Linked DNA regions of Zea mays: region 2 is linked to region 1. A link is a contact called in public Hi-C data. All regions are on one chromosome and are shown on one strand. The core of a region is the stretch at or near the end of the contact, and the rest is flanking DNA. Distances in the headings are between cores, read along the strand shown. Region 1 holds the start of LOC100193632. Region 2 holds the start of LOC100280368.

Region 1 (6,916 bases), core at 2,639-5,138:
AAGAACTCCAGACTCCTCTAGTTGCCTTCCTAACATTAAAACAAGGAATTATTCACAGCCAGAAAAGAATGGCTAAAAGGAAGACAAGATATTTGTTAGTCACTAGTCTACATCTAGACTAAAAAAACTCGAGAAAATCTGCCAATTTAAATGCTTAGCAATGATAAAGAAACAGTTCCATTTTACATGAAAGTTTTAAAACGAAACTAAATTCTCATTACAAATGCATAAAATGGTAGAAAGGTGCAAGTACATTATGTGCTTACTGGAATGCTTATTTATCTCGCTATGGCGGTAAATATCCCCCCCCCCCCCCCTTATCGAACGCGTAGGAGAACTAAGCATCTTATATATTAGAGAGGATAAATATCCCCCCTTGGCCTATCAAGCCTATCGATAAAATTAGAAAATGTTTCTTATGGAGGGCGTGCAAGGAGGTTAGAGGAGGGCACCACCTGGTTGCTTGGGGCAGAGTTTGTAGACCTCTCCAGTTGGGCGGTCTTGACATTTCTAGTCTTAAAGAGCTCAGTTGAGCCCTGCGCATGCGGTGGCTATGGCTCCAAAAGACTGAGCCTAGCAGACCCTAGTGCAGTTTACCCATCCAGGTGCAGGACAGAGCAAGGGCTTTCTTCTCGGTAGTGCTAATATCAAAAGTTGGTAATGGGGCAAATACTTTGTTTTGGACTGATAAATGGGTTCATGGGCAGAAAATTGCAGATCTAGTACCTAGATTATTTGAAGTCATTCCGAAAAGAATCAAAGAATCACTAACAGAAGAACGGTTCAAGAGGCATTGACAAATAGAAGATGGATTTTAGATATCACAGGAACTCTATCTGTGAGGGGGTTTAATGGATTATCTCCATCTCTGGAATCTGATTTCAGATTTTGAGTTGCAGCCCGATGTGAAAGATAAACATATATTTAGGGCCCGTTTGGCAAAGCTCCAGCTCTAGCTTCTTTAGCTCCAGATCCTGATCCTCGTGAGGAGCTGATCCTTCTGATTCTCCTAGAGAATCAGAATTATTTTTAAAATCGTTTGACAAGTAAACTGATTCTTGTCTGCTGAGAGTTGGTGGTCTGTGGCGATTGTCTGTTTTACCATTTACAGTTCAACTTTGTTACAAACCAATAAGTAGGATGCATATACAGAAAAAAATTATGAAACAATAACATATAAAATATTCCCATCATAGTAGTGCGTAAAATGGTCTCAAATGTTTAATCCATAAATTGGCTCGTTATGTTTTTGTCCAATGACAATTGTGGGTAATTTCGATCAAACTTTAAGGGGAGGTCCATATTTGGTTGGTTGAGGAGCTGTTTTAAGGGAGGGTGGAGCAGGTTTTTTTAGATCTCACCTTTCTTCACAAAAACGACTCCCAATCTTTCGGCTCCACATGAGAATCAGTTAAAAAAATACCCGTTTGGCACGGCTTCTCCAGATTCTCGCTTAGAATCAGGAGCTGGAGCTGTGCCAAACGGGCCCTTAGTATTGCTGCTAATGGGGCTTATTCGGCTAAGGCTGCATATGAAGTTCACTGGGTCTGTTCACTTCGGTCACTATGAAAGAGTTTGGAACCCCCCCCCAAATGACATTTCTTCCTTTGGCTCACGGCTCTAAATAGGAAATAGGTGCTGGACAGCTGATAGGTTGGCTAAGAGAGGGGTGGACCACCCAGAGAGGTGTCGTTTATGTGATCAGGATTCTGAAACTTTGGATCACATTCTAGTTTCCTGTGTTTTTGCGGGAGAATTTTGGTTCCTGATGCTGCACCAATTTAGGTTGCATAGCCTTGCTCCTATTCTTGGTACAGATTCTTTTATGGGATGGTGGGAGAAGGTTGACAAAAGTTCTGGAGATCTGGCTATGAGGGGTCTCAATTCTCTTATTGCCTTGGGTGCCTGGATTCTTTGGAATCACTGGAATAGAATCGTCTTTGATGGATTATCTCCTAGTGTTCCGCAGCTATCTGTCAGGCAAGGGAGGAACAACAGTTGTGGGAAATGGCTGGAGCTAAGGGTCTCTCCTTTCTTGCAGCCACCACCCGTGTTTCTTAGCTGCTTGTTGTAGTGCTGTAATTGTTCCTGCTAAGCTCATGGAGACTTTCCTTTTTCTTTGCTTTAGACCTCCTTAGGAAGTTAGGAGGAAATTCTGGTATCTAGGTCCATTTTGGACCATCTTATTTCTTCTTAATATAATGATACGTAGCTCTCCTACGCGTTCGAGAGAAAAAAATCTACAAAATCTAATTATACTATATGAAAAAGGTTATATACTATGAAAGTATTATCATAACGAATCTAGTAATGTCAAATCTAAAAAAAACTCAGACCGTAGGAGAAACACCGCTCACACGGTATTATATTAAAAAGAATCTCAATCGCAGCCCCGACTGAGAAAGGTCATAAAAGCTGCCCACGTGCAGCACGAGAGTCTGCCCCCTACAGGCAAGATCTTTTTTAACCAGCGAGTGACCTCTTTAACCTCACACTAAAATTCGCTCAGGACCTTGTGAAGTGCATGTACATATATAAAAATCATATATATTGATGGTCACAATTAAAAATGTTGACTTGGAACGAACCTAGATGGACCTATATACACGATCTGAGGAAGTAGTTTACTAGGAGAATAATGGCAAAAAAGGCTACTTAAGTGTTTCTAATGTCGTGCTCAACTAAATTCAATATTTGGTTGAAGATTTCTTCATGGCTTCAAAATATCCTGAGTCATGGTTAAGATCATGTATTAGCCTAGCCATAACTAGTAAGTTCTCCCCCTAAAAAACCTAGTAAGTTCAGTTTTTTCTCGAAACTTAAGTTGCCGGAATATTTCATCTGCTACTGCTTTAGACTTCACAGTTCTGTAGTTCTGTTGAAATGTAACATGTGTTCCATAAATGCAAAATAGAACCAAGTTCACCCATCTTGGCAACATATATTTTGCAAAAGATATTCATCCAACAATTCCAAATTACAGGTACACACTAAACAGGACGGTTAGCAAGGACAGTTAGCATGTGTAAATAGAAACACTGGTGTCCAATCTCCACAGTACCTCAACGTCGAAAGCCTAAGCATTGTATAAGACAACAGTAAGCCTAAGCCCCAAAACTAAGAGCAACCACAAAGTAGGTCCAAGTTCTGACATAACACTAAAGTCGGCATAATGAAAAAAACCATGACATATTTTAGTATGTAGAGTGATCAACCCAAGACCTAAAGCAAAGCAATTCCAGACAACAGTTACCAATTTCCTGAATATTTGTTAGACAATATCAAAGGTGCCATGTTAAATCTCTCATCATCATCAGAAGAAGTGTTAATGTTGTTGTCGGTAAAATTTTATATTTGTCTGCAGTCAGTAAAACACAAACGACCAGGCGAACTATTCCTAACCTCCTGGATCCATAGGGAAGGGAGAACGGAGGTGTTAGGGCGGGAGGAGATGCTGGGGGCTGGTACCTGCCGAGGGCGCGTAGGTCCTGGAAGTGGAGGCGCATGGCGGCATCCTCCTTGACGATAATGTGCTCCATCCTGTCGACGTGCTGGCGCACGCTGTACGGGGGCGCGTCGCCGGAGACGAAGAGGGCCTCGAGGAGGCGGTCCGCGCCGAGCCGGATGTCTGCGATGAGACGGCCCGCACGGCCCAGCCGCTCCATCGCCTGAGCCACCTGCTTCGGCGGCGCGTCCCCGCCCGCCGGATCGTGCGGGTGCGCCACCGCAAGTGCCGACGCATGCGCCTGAGGCTGCTGCATCATGATTCCTGAGCCTCCGAATTCCAGAGCTGCGGAAGTGTTTGCTCGCGATCGGCGGCCGGCCCAGTAAGCCGTATAGGCTGCTCGCTGCTGCATCATGATTCATGTGCAGTGGTGGAGCCCAAATCAAAAATAAGGCACGGTAATGGACAATACATACATTGCATTAAAATAAAAGTTCAGTATAAAACATCTTTAAAAAGTACATTTTAAATAAAGAATTACCAGTAATTTAGATCTTGAAAGGACTTTATTTTAAAAAATATATCTTTGATTTTTCAGCTTTACGATGAAACAACTTCAACACACTGATAAGGCAGGTTTCAAAAATGTTTGGGTTACGTATAAACTTCAACTCCTGTAATATAATTTATTTTGTAAATTTTATTAATTATCCTTGATGATTAGCAGGTGGATAAAGAGACATTAATCGATAGCTCATATAACCAATAATATGGTGGATAATTTTTGTGAAACTTTATGAAGGTACATGAAAACAGTGTTTTTAAAGCATCCTTTGAGGAGCTTCTAAAATTTTATAAAACCTTTAGTTCTAGTTTTTTTTTGAAACTAGAACTCGTGGAGCTGGACTTATTTAAATAGAAGAAATAAAATAGATTTAAAATTTTTTAAGTGAAGTTGTTCCAAATATGACATTAACCAAATATAATTTGTTAAACAACGTTGTTGCACATAACACACCGTACCTCTTACTGATGCTTTTCTTTTCGCTGCTCTCGGTGAGCTTGGATTAGTTGTTGATTTAAAAATCTGAATACTTTCTTTGTTCTTCACTTCCCGGACTTCCTCTAGATCTCTATCTCCAATCTTCCTCACTAGCTCACCTCTTCTAATTTCTAATCTCTAATCCTCTCGTACAGGCACACTGCACAAAAAGCCTGACAGCCTCATCTTCTCCTCAAGTCAAAGATGGTACCAGAAGAATACGAACAATGCTGCTACGACAACGATGACCATACATGGAGTATATGAAGATGGAGGCATCACGGGAAAAGGCACAGACGCGCCAGGAGAGCGGGCTCGGTGTCTAATGAAAGCTAGCGCCCGTCTGGCTTGGGCTGGAGTGGACCTTGTAAATGTTGGCAGGCTGATTGGTCGTGTGGACCGAGTGGTTGTGTAAGGGGCATGAACAATTTGGCTATCAGATATCAAATCAGATCGTCTTCCTCGCTGCTATCTCCTTCTTCAACCCTTCTCTACCAGAACATCTCTCTTCTCTCCGGTATCCCCTTCTAGGTGCTAACACGGGCGCAGCCGACGGGTAGGAATTGTGCGCTCACGCAGGACTAGAGGGTTGCGGCGTGTCGGGCACGGAGCTGGCGGCTGGCGCAGCCGAGCGCAGAGACGATGGTGGTTGGTGATGGCTGGTGGCGGCCACGGAGCAGGGAGCCTAGCATGCGGTTCCAGTCTTCCAGAGCCGTTTTGGGTTCTCCGCTGTTGGGACGACTTCGGTGCGGGCCGAATTTTTATTTTTTATTTTTTCACAAAAAATTATAATTAGATCCCTGAAGCTCGACATCATAAGTTGTGGCGTCGAGCTTACCAACGTGGCAGCGTACGTGACAACCTAGCTCGGCGTCACAGATCTTGGGGCCAAGCTAGCATTTATGCTCTGCGCCTGTCTTCTTTCTCTCCTCTTCCTTCCTCCCGTCGTCCCGTGCGCCGCGCCTGCCCGCCCGTCGTTCCTCCACTCCGGTCGGCCGCCCGCCCTCTGCCGCAGCCGCCGCCCCGCAGCGCCGACCGCCACACTAGGGATGGCAGCGGGTCGGGTTTTGTTCGGGTATAATAATACCCGACCCGAAATTGTACCCGAGACTTCTACAAATATCCATACCCACCAAGTCAATCGGGCGAGAAACTGTACCCGTACCCATGCCCATCGGGTATCCATCGGGTATCGGGTATCCAGTGGATATGTTTTGTAGACTAAATAACATTCGATCAGTGTTATAATAAATGCATAAAATATTTTAGTTTACATCTAAGCACCAATGCAACACGAGAATGACTATATTTGGCTACACGTCGATACAATATCTCAACTCATAATTATCACATCCAATAAATTTAAATTTGAGTACAGAGAATAAAAGCTTAATGAGTTCATGAAAGTTGACAGTTATAATATTGTCAATGTCTCATTGGTCTCGATTACATTACAGTTGACTGTTAACACAACACAAATTAATATTCATTAATCAACAACACATACGAGTGAGTTTTTCTAGTGAATGTAACACATTTTTAGTGGATGTAGCACATTTAAAGAGGTATATGGATATTTCGGATATCCACTGGATACCCGTGGGTAAAGTATTTTACCCATACCCGACCCGATGTATTTCGGGTATCCGACCCGATAGGACCCACGGGTGAGTTTTTGTACCCGTATCCATATCCGGTGGGTACGAAACCCGCGGGTATCCATACACACGGGTCCAACTGCCATCTCTACGCCACACAACGTAATATTTTTTAATAGTTACTTAAATTTTTTTATTTAGTTGGTATTTACTTAATTTAGGAGTTAGTGGTTAGTTAGTGTTTAGCATTTAGTTAGTATTTACTTAGTTTAGTATTTTAGGGTTTAGTATATAGTTAGCTAGTCATTTACTTGTGAGTATATTTAGTCCTTTTATATGTGAGTCATAGTGATGTTATCTCAGTTGTTGAGTGTGTATGTCAGCCATCGTACTATTTGTTTGTCTGCAGGTTTTAGAAACCTCACCATATATGGGAGGTGTTGTCGATTTTTTTACTGGGAGTAATATGTTAAGTAAGTATTTAGGGTTTAGAAAATTAGTAGATGGGGATAGTAATAAGTTAGGCATTAGTTGATAGTGTTAGTTAGGTACCATCTTTAGTGGTTATTGAGTTATGAATTTGTGTTTGCAATAGATGGACACCCTATTGACACTATACCATGGAGGAAGTGTGGAGGAATATGTTTATGGGAATGTTAGTTTTGATGGAACGAAGAAGGTGACTATGATGTTCGAAGAAAGATCCTCTTTTGGCCAGATTTTCACTAGAGCTTGTGAGGAGATTAGTTGCAATTTAAACGACCCTAGCATATCAATTGAGGGTTTATTGTCCCATGTTGCATCTGGGACAGTATTTTGACGGTTGATCTC
Region 2 (6,916 bases), core at 3,054-5,553, 240 kb after region 1:
TATGAAAGGTGTTTCATGTGACATCTTCAAAGCAGGTGTTTGCATTACTGCTTTATTTAGTGAATAAAAACTATATGATAATAATTGAAGAACTGCACGTTTGATATTCTATGTTGGGCTTAACATAGGCCATTCAGTGTTCAGTTGAAGGAATTCAGTGTACCTTTACGCCCATCCTGAGAAACCATTAGCTCACAAGACACTGTTTTCTCTATCTAATATTCAGCTAGGAATCTTCGACCGTCCTTTGCATATTCCATATGCGATGTCACATTAGGGTTGTGTCCCACATTTCTAGTCCAGTTTATAGACTATAGAGTTCTCCCCCCTTTTTTGGACTTGTGGATCTGGTCTAATCTTATGTCACCACAATTAGGATGTCAAACAATCTGGTAATGTAGAAGGTTTGTTGGCTGTTTACTGTGAATCGGGGCCTAATGATTTTGTAAACATGATGCAGTTAATTAAGGAATTTAGAAGAGAATGAGAACCAACTAACTGCAAGAATATATATGCCTCCACAAGACCACAACTCCATCTTGAACTAAATGTGCAGCTAAGTTTGAAATGAGAGTAATCTAGAAATCACTTCATTTATTATGTGCTGGTATGATGTATGCAGGACGGCTCGGGATCTTCGGTCCACCAGATCCAGACACCTATCATTGAGGGCTCAGTGAGCTCACCAGTTGTTTCTGCTCCAAGAGATAAGACGCCAGCATTGAATTCACCTGTCATTGATGCCGAAAAACACCAAGTTCGCGAATCTCCGACTTCACCAGCTGGAGGTGCAAGAGCTGGTGTTGTCACTAAGGGCAATGTGGTAACCATGGGCCATCACTCCCCCGCTGAGGAGATGCCCTCCACCAGCCCAAGTTCATCAGACGCGCTGGAGAAAGCCCGAGCTGCTATTGCAGCTGCCACCCGCGCATCTGCTGCTGCTCGCGCCGCAGCTGAACTTGCAAAAGTTAAAATTACAAATCAATGACACCTCCAGTTCGGGCAAGGCGTGTCAGGAAGTTTAATCTGGCAACTGATCACCAGGACAGACTGAAATGTATTTCATTGAATAAATTGTTACTGTATATTCCCTTTGTGAGCACTTGGCACATCATATAAGGAGCGTGGCTCCTCGCCTTTCTTCGAATGTACTCAAAGAGAACTATCTGGAATGCATAATGTTGCATTTACTGTTCACTAGTTAGTTATTGTATCATTACGGTTTTTTTACAATACAAACCAATCTAAATTGCAGTGGTTAGAGACGAACACTTTGTTCCTAGAGATCATAGTTCTGAGTTCCAGCGAGCGCGCTTCTTTTTTATACATATGTTTTGCTGGGCGCCCACGTTTGCTTTATTATCATAAATTATGTCGATGCAACCATAACTGTTGTTAGAACGGACACATCACTACGCAAAATGCTAGTTTAGGGGATACTCCGTACAAATTACGAATTACTTTATTTTTGTTACAAGTCAAACTTAATTATTTGTAAAACAGATTGTATCATCAAATCATCATCACATATATAAAACCATAATTTAGCTTTATTATTATTATCTATAAGGGTTTATCTATCCCAAGTTCCCAACTTAGAATCCGTTTGTCTCCTTTAGTCCAGAGACTAAAGTTTAGTCTCTACCTATTTAGTTCTAGAGATTAAAAGTATTGAAAACATATTAAATGAATCACAAGAGGACCAAAATATCTCTCCCGTCATTAGTGCAACTGAAATAAAAGAGGGGCAAAAAGTAGAATGTGTAACATCCTGTCCAATCCTTGGACCAGCGGTACTTACTTCTGGCAGCTCTCTAAGATCATATATCGTCCCCACAGACTAACACAAGTCTTTTGTACGCACTTTGTTCTCGCTCATGCGCACCCGAGAAAACTTCTCAATTGGTCACTCATCCCAAATTGCTCCAAGCTAAGCACGCTTAACTTGGAGGTCCTTTCGAGATACACTTTCCGAAAAAAAGATGCACCTTGTTGGTATGGATACTGTATTAATTTTATTAAGCCTTGTGCGAGGATATCACAATTCACCCCCTACAAGACTGACGTCCTCGTCGGTCAACCCCAATCCATGAACCTCCTCTCTTAGCCACGTCTGTGTGTCTAGTGTCGTCATATGTCATGTCATGTGACCACTCTGGGCCCACATGTGCCATATACCCGAACCCCCTAGCCCACACATGTCCGTGAAACCTCGAGGGTCAGCTCTGATACCACTTATAACACCCCGTCCAATCCCTGGATCAATTGTACTTACTCCTGACAGCTCTCTAAGATCATATATCGTCTCCACAGACCAATACAAGTCTTTTGTGCGCACTTTGTCCTCACTCATGCGCACCCGAGAAAACTTCTCGATCGGTCACACATCACAAATTGTTCTAAGTAAAGCACGCTTAACTTGAAGGTTCTTTCGAGGTAAAGCTTCCAAAAAAGAAGATGCACCTTGTTGGTATGGATACTCTATTAATTCTATTAAGCCTTGTGCCAGGATATCATATAATGTATATAGTTTAGTCTCTTTTAGTCACCCCTTGAGGGACTAGATACTAAAACACTTTAGTCTCTGTTTTAGTCCCACTGTTTAGCAATTTAAAGACTAAATGAGACTAAAATGAAGGGACTCATGGCTCATTTGGTTTCTTTAGTACAAGGACTAAAGTTTAGTTAGAAGACTAAAGTTTAGTCCCTACCGTGTTTGGTTATAGGGACTAAAAGTATTTAAAAACCATTAAATAAATCATAAGATGACCAAAATACCTCTTACTATTCTCTCGTCGTTGGTGCAACTAAAATAAAGGAGGGACAAAAGGTGAAATTAATATAGTTTAGTCCCTTTTAGTCACCCCTTGAGAGACTAAAGACTAAAATAGTTTAGTCCTTGTTTTAGTATTATCGTTTGACAATTTAGGAACTAAATGAGACTAAAATGAATGAACTAATTTTTAGTCTCTCAAACCAAACAGGGCCTAATCTTTAGTCCCTCAAAATAAATTGGGCCTTATAGATGTTAATGTTTTTTTTTGAAAAACTTAGTTAAAGATAGGAATTTAGCTTGTAGGATCGATCCAAGCAGCTATTAATTGCCAGATACCATAGTTAGTTATGCTATTAGAGCATTTCTAGGAGTTTTAGATCGTGTCCAGCAGTTTACTTATATGATTAACCAAAATACTTTGAATATAGGGATAAGAATAGGTAAGCTGTAGTCTTATAAAACAATTTGATAATTAGTTTTTTTCCTGAAATAAGAGCTTCTTATGGGTTAGTTTGGAAACCCCATTTTACCAATAAATTTTCATGTTTCCAAGAAAATATAGTTCATTTTTCCTTAGAAAAATAGGAATCCATCGAGAAAATTAACTTCCTAAACTAGCCCTAAGAAGTTAGATTATCTTTTCCAACTTCTAAGTTTTCGCAATCAAGAAACTTCGTATCAGCTCTATGTCATGCATTTTTCTTAGGAAATAGGAGTAAATTGGACGCATGAGTCAATTAAGAAAATAAAGAATTTCAGATAAAAAGCGGTAAACAACTTAAAAAATAAATAGTTCTAGATGATAAAGCAGTAAAAAGAAAAAGGATTAGTAAAAAATATGATTAGTAAGAAATAGTTTCGAGTTCTGATAAAAAATGTTTAAGGCTAATTTGGCAACCCATTTTCTTAAGGGATTTATATTTTTCTAAGAGAAATTAGTTCATTTTTTCTTAAAAAATGGAGTTGTCAAACTAGTTCTTAGAAAATTATTATTATAAATTGTTGGAGAATGATAAAAAATTCAAGGTTGATACGTCTTCTAATATTTGCTAGATCTATTAGTTTAGCAAGTAAACTATGTCAAGTTTTCTTAAGATGTGAGCTCCAAAGTGCCCTATTTTAAAATATAAGGCTTAACCAATGGTGTAGCTAATGGGTGGTCTATGGCATACCCTAGGCCGGCTCATCGGATCATCAGTCCATCGAGGCCGAAAAAAGTTTAACACTAACAGTGTATTTTGTGTTTAATATTTAGACATTTTTATATTATATTTGCGATCTAATGTATGCACTTACAAACTTAGAGTCTGTTTGAGAACTTCGTTTTGTAAATTAAATTTGGTTATTATTAGAAAAAACGACTAATAAATTATGTAAATAACTCTTTAAATTTAGTAGCTCTACATTCTTTCACATTCACTCTATTTTTATATAGCCAGTCTTTTGGTGTACAGAGTATGTTAGATTAACCTAATTTTACTCTTGGATTAATCTAATTTTTTGTAAAGTCTATTGTAGAGAGTAGCTATATTTGCTCTAAGTTAGTACTTTTTCAGAAACTGTAGACCGGAGCAATGGAGGAAGAGAAAGCGGCGGCGTACTACGACGAGCTCAATCGCAAGGGCGAGGGCGCCCGCCGCTTCAAGCAGGGGCTTGGCTTCTCCTCCTCATCCGCCACTGCCTTCCCTTCCAAGCCCACCGCCTCCTCCTTCCTATCCGGTTTTGTTCGCGCGGGCGCAGCCCCTGGCCCCGCCAAACAGCCGTTACCGCATTCCAGGACCCCATCCAGTCCGCACCATCGCTCAAGTTCACCGCCTCTTTCGCGTCCCAGGATCCGCTCCAGGTCCAGGTCCAGGTCCCCGTCTCGCTCCAGCCGGCGCCAATCGAGATCGAGGTCCCGGTCGAGGGAGCGCAGGCGCCGCTCCAGGTCTAGGGAGAGGGACCGCAGGGCATCCTGTAGACGCTCTAGGTCGCGGGGGTCGAGATCGCCTTCTCGCCGGAGCGGCAGGAGCCTGCACTTGGAAGCCCGGCGGGAACGGCATGGGGATCAGCGGCGGCGGCACGACGACGGCCATCAGAGCTCTAAGGGTCGCAGTGATAGGGACGGGGGCAAAATGGACTACTCGCGGCTCATAAAAGGATATGATAAAATGGTTGGTCACGCCATTCTCGTACTGTACAATTGTTTTGTTACTTTCCTTGTTTTGGAATGATGAACTATTGGTTCTCTTGCAGACTCCAGCTGAGAGAGTTAAAGCAAAGATGAAGTTTCAGCTTTCAGAGACAGGTGATCACTCTTTCAGTTCTTATGAGCTAGGATGGTGCCTTTCTTAAAGGCTACTAGTGTGAGTGTAGTCTGTCTATATTGAATTTGTGATTCTGCAGTGTAGAGAAATGTCGGAAACTGATTGTAGATAAATCAGTGCATTTTGTCTTGACCAGTGGAAATTGATTATACATAAATCTTGGTACTGCAGTGCTTATGTGTATTTTTTGTTTGGATTTATAGCTATTCCTTATATGATGTAATGTAGCTCCAAAACTCAAAATCGACTCTTGGGTACACTAGCATAATATCACTCAAATGCGCATGTAGCTGCAATTTCTTCTGTTGATCATGGAGTTTACAATCTTTATGGTTTTTGGTGATATTTTCATTGTTCTAAAAGATTGTATTGCTTTCCTTTTCAATGTTGGGCAGCTGCAAAAGATTCCACTCTTGGAACTGCAACTGTGGGGTGGGAAAGATTTCAATTTAATAAGGATGCTCCACTTGATGAAGATAATGACGATGTTGAAGGTTAGTGTTGACAATGCTGCATTGTCTTAGCTATTGCTTCATATGGCTTTTCATTAGTTTGGTTCTTCGTCATGTCAGTCTTGATTATTCCTTATGATGCTTTGCATGACATGGCTATTCATCTAGTTATTGTTCAACTTGGTGTGTTATTATTTTAGACATCTGCCTACAATTGGTTTTGAAGTGGCTCTAGGATTAGAATTTGTGATTTAGCACTAGAGCACTTTAGCACTATTAAAGCCTACACAATTAATTTTATGTGCCCAAGCACAATTAATTTTATGTGCCCAAGGTCATTTTCTTTTCACCATATCATGATTTTTCTTGCTAAAGTATATTCTGTACTCAATAAAGCTAAGATATACTATTACTAACCTTAGAGAGGTTCTTGTTATTTTGGTAATTGCCCTCTTAATTTTCAGTTCCTATGCTCAACAAAATAGCACTTTGTATATTATATATTTAAGTTTGAATCTAGAGTGCCCAGTTTTCATGTTTCTACTGACTGCATTAGTTCAACCATTCTATACTTATGAATAGCTTAGGCTCATGATCGATTCAGTAAGAAATGACCTCATTTTTCATTCGATTGGGGAGCTTGAACTCTTGGTTGCTGTAGTAATAGCACAGAGCTCTAGATTGATGCAGGGACTGTCCAGTGACTGTACAGCAACAAAACAACCCACTGAACATAAAATACTTCCCTTGATATGGTTACATTCTCTGAAGAATCACAGGGAGAACTAATGCAGGATACGAGGCAACGTTGATTGTGTAAGTAGGATTGATATGTGGAAGATGTCCTTGCCTAATACATTTCAAATCTACAAGTGTGCCATACTTGGACTCCAAGGCAACACAAATACACAATCGCGGGCTCTAGGCCCATCTGCCTGTCTAACTGACTGATACAAAATTTGTATAATTACAAGATCAGTATTTCAGTAGTAGTTTCTGAAGCGTACACTGATAAGTAGATATTGAGAATGATAAATGAGCGATCAAGCAGTGGCAAAAGATCTCCATTTATTGTCCATGTTCAATATTTATGGCAGCACTGTGCCATTCAGGTTTAGTGGGCTGGGGAATAATTTATTTAGTGCCTCTGCTCTTTATCAATGATAGACCAATCTGCTGGAACCTTTGCATAGCGTGGTTGACTGGTTTCCTATACTGTATTCAATTGCTTGAGCTGCTTCAAACTGTTGAAAATGGGATACACATGATTGCTTCGATTATGTGATGATACGATTGGTGGCTTTAACATTTAAAAGGTTTTAGTGCAGTAATGTATACAAAAAAATGGTGCCTTTAACATTTAAAAGGTTTTAGTGCAGTAA

Evidence for each region. A called contact is a pair of places that touch in the nucleus more often than the background predicts.
Region 2: a contact with region 1 is called in a Hi-C map of tassel, with 2.8 times the contacts expected there. The contact joins the promoter of LOC100280368 here to the promoter of LOC100193632 in region 1. A contact is called at or near these places in 6 of 25 Hi-C or Micro-C datasets (bundle sheath, ear, leaf and 1 more).

The regions. Positions count from the first base shown.
Region 1 is chr3:212,732,481-212,739,396 of Zm-B73-REFERENCE-NAM-5.0, forward strand. It overlaps LOC100193632, which reads right to left and starts at 3,889. Exons shown (of 7, transcript NM_001138731.2): 1 at 3,469-3,889; 2 at 1-25. The coding sequence starts at 3,860.
Region 2 is chr3:212,968,260-212,975,175 of Zm-B73-REFERENCE-NAM-5.0, forward strand. It overlaps LOC100280368, which reads left to right and starts at 4,304. Exons shown (of 6, transcript NM_001351840.1): 1 at 4,304-4,929; 2 at 5,012-5,063; 3 at 5,478-5,576. The coding sequence starts at 4,351. It overlaps LOC100273933, which reads left to right. Exons shown (of 6, transcript NM_001148325.2): 6 at 623-1,260. The coding sequence ends at 988.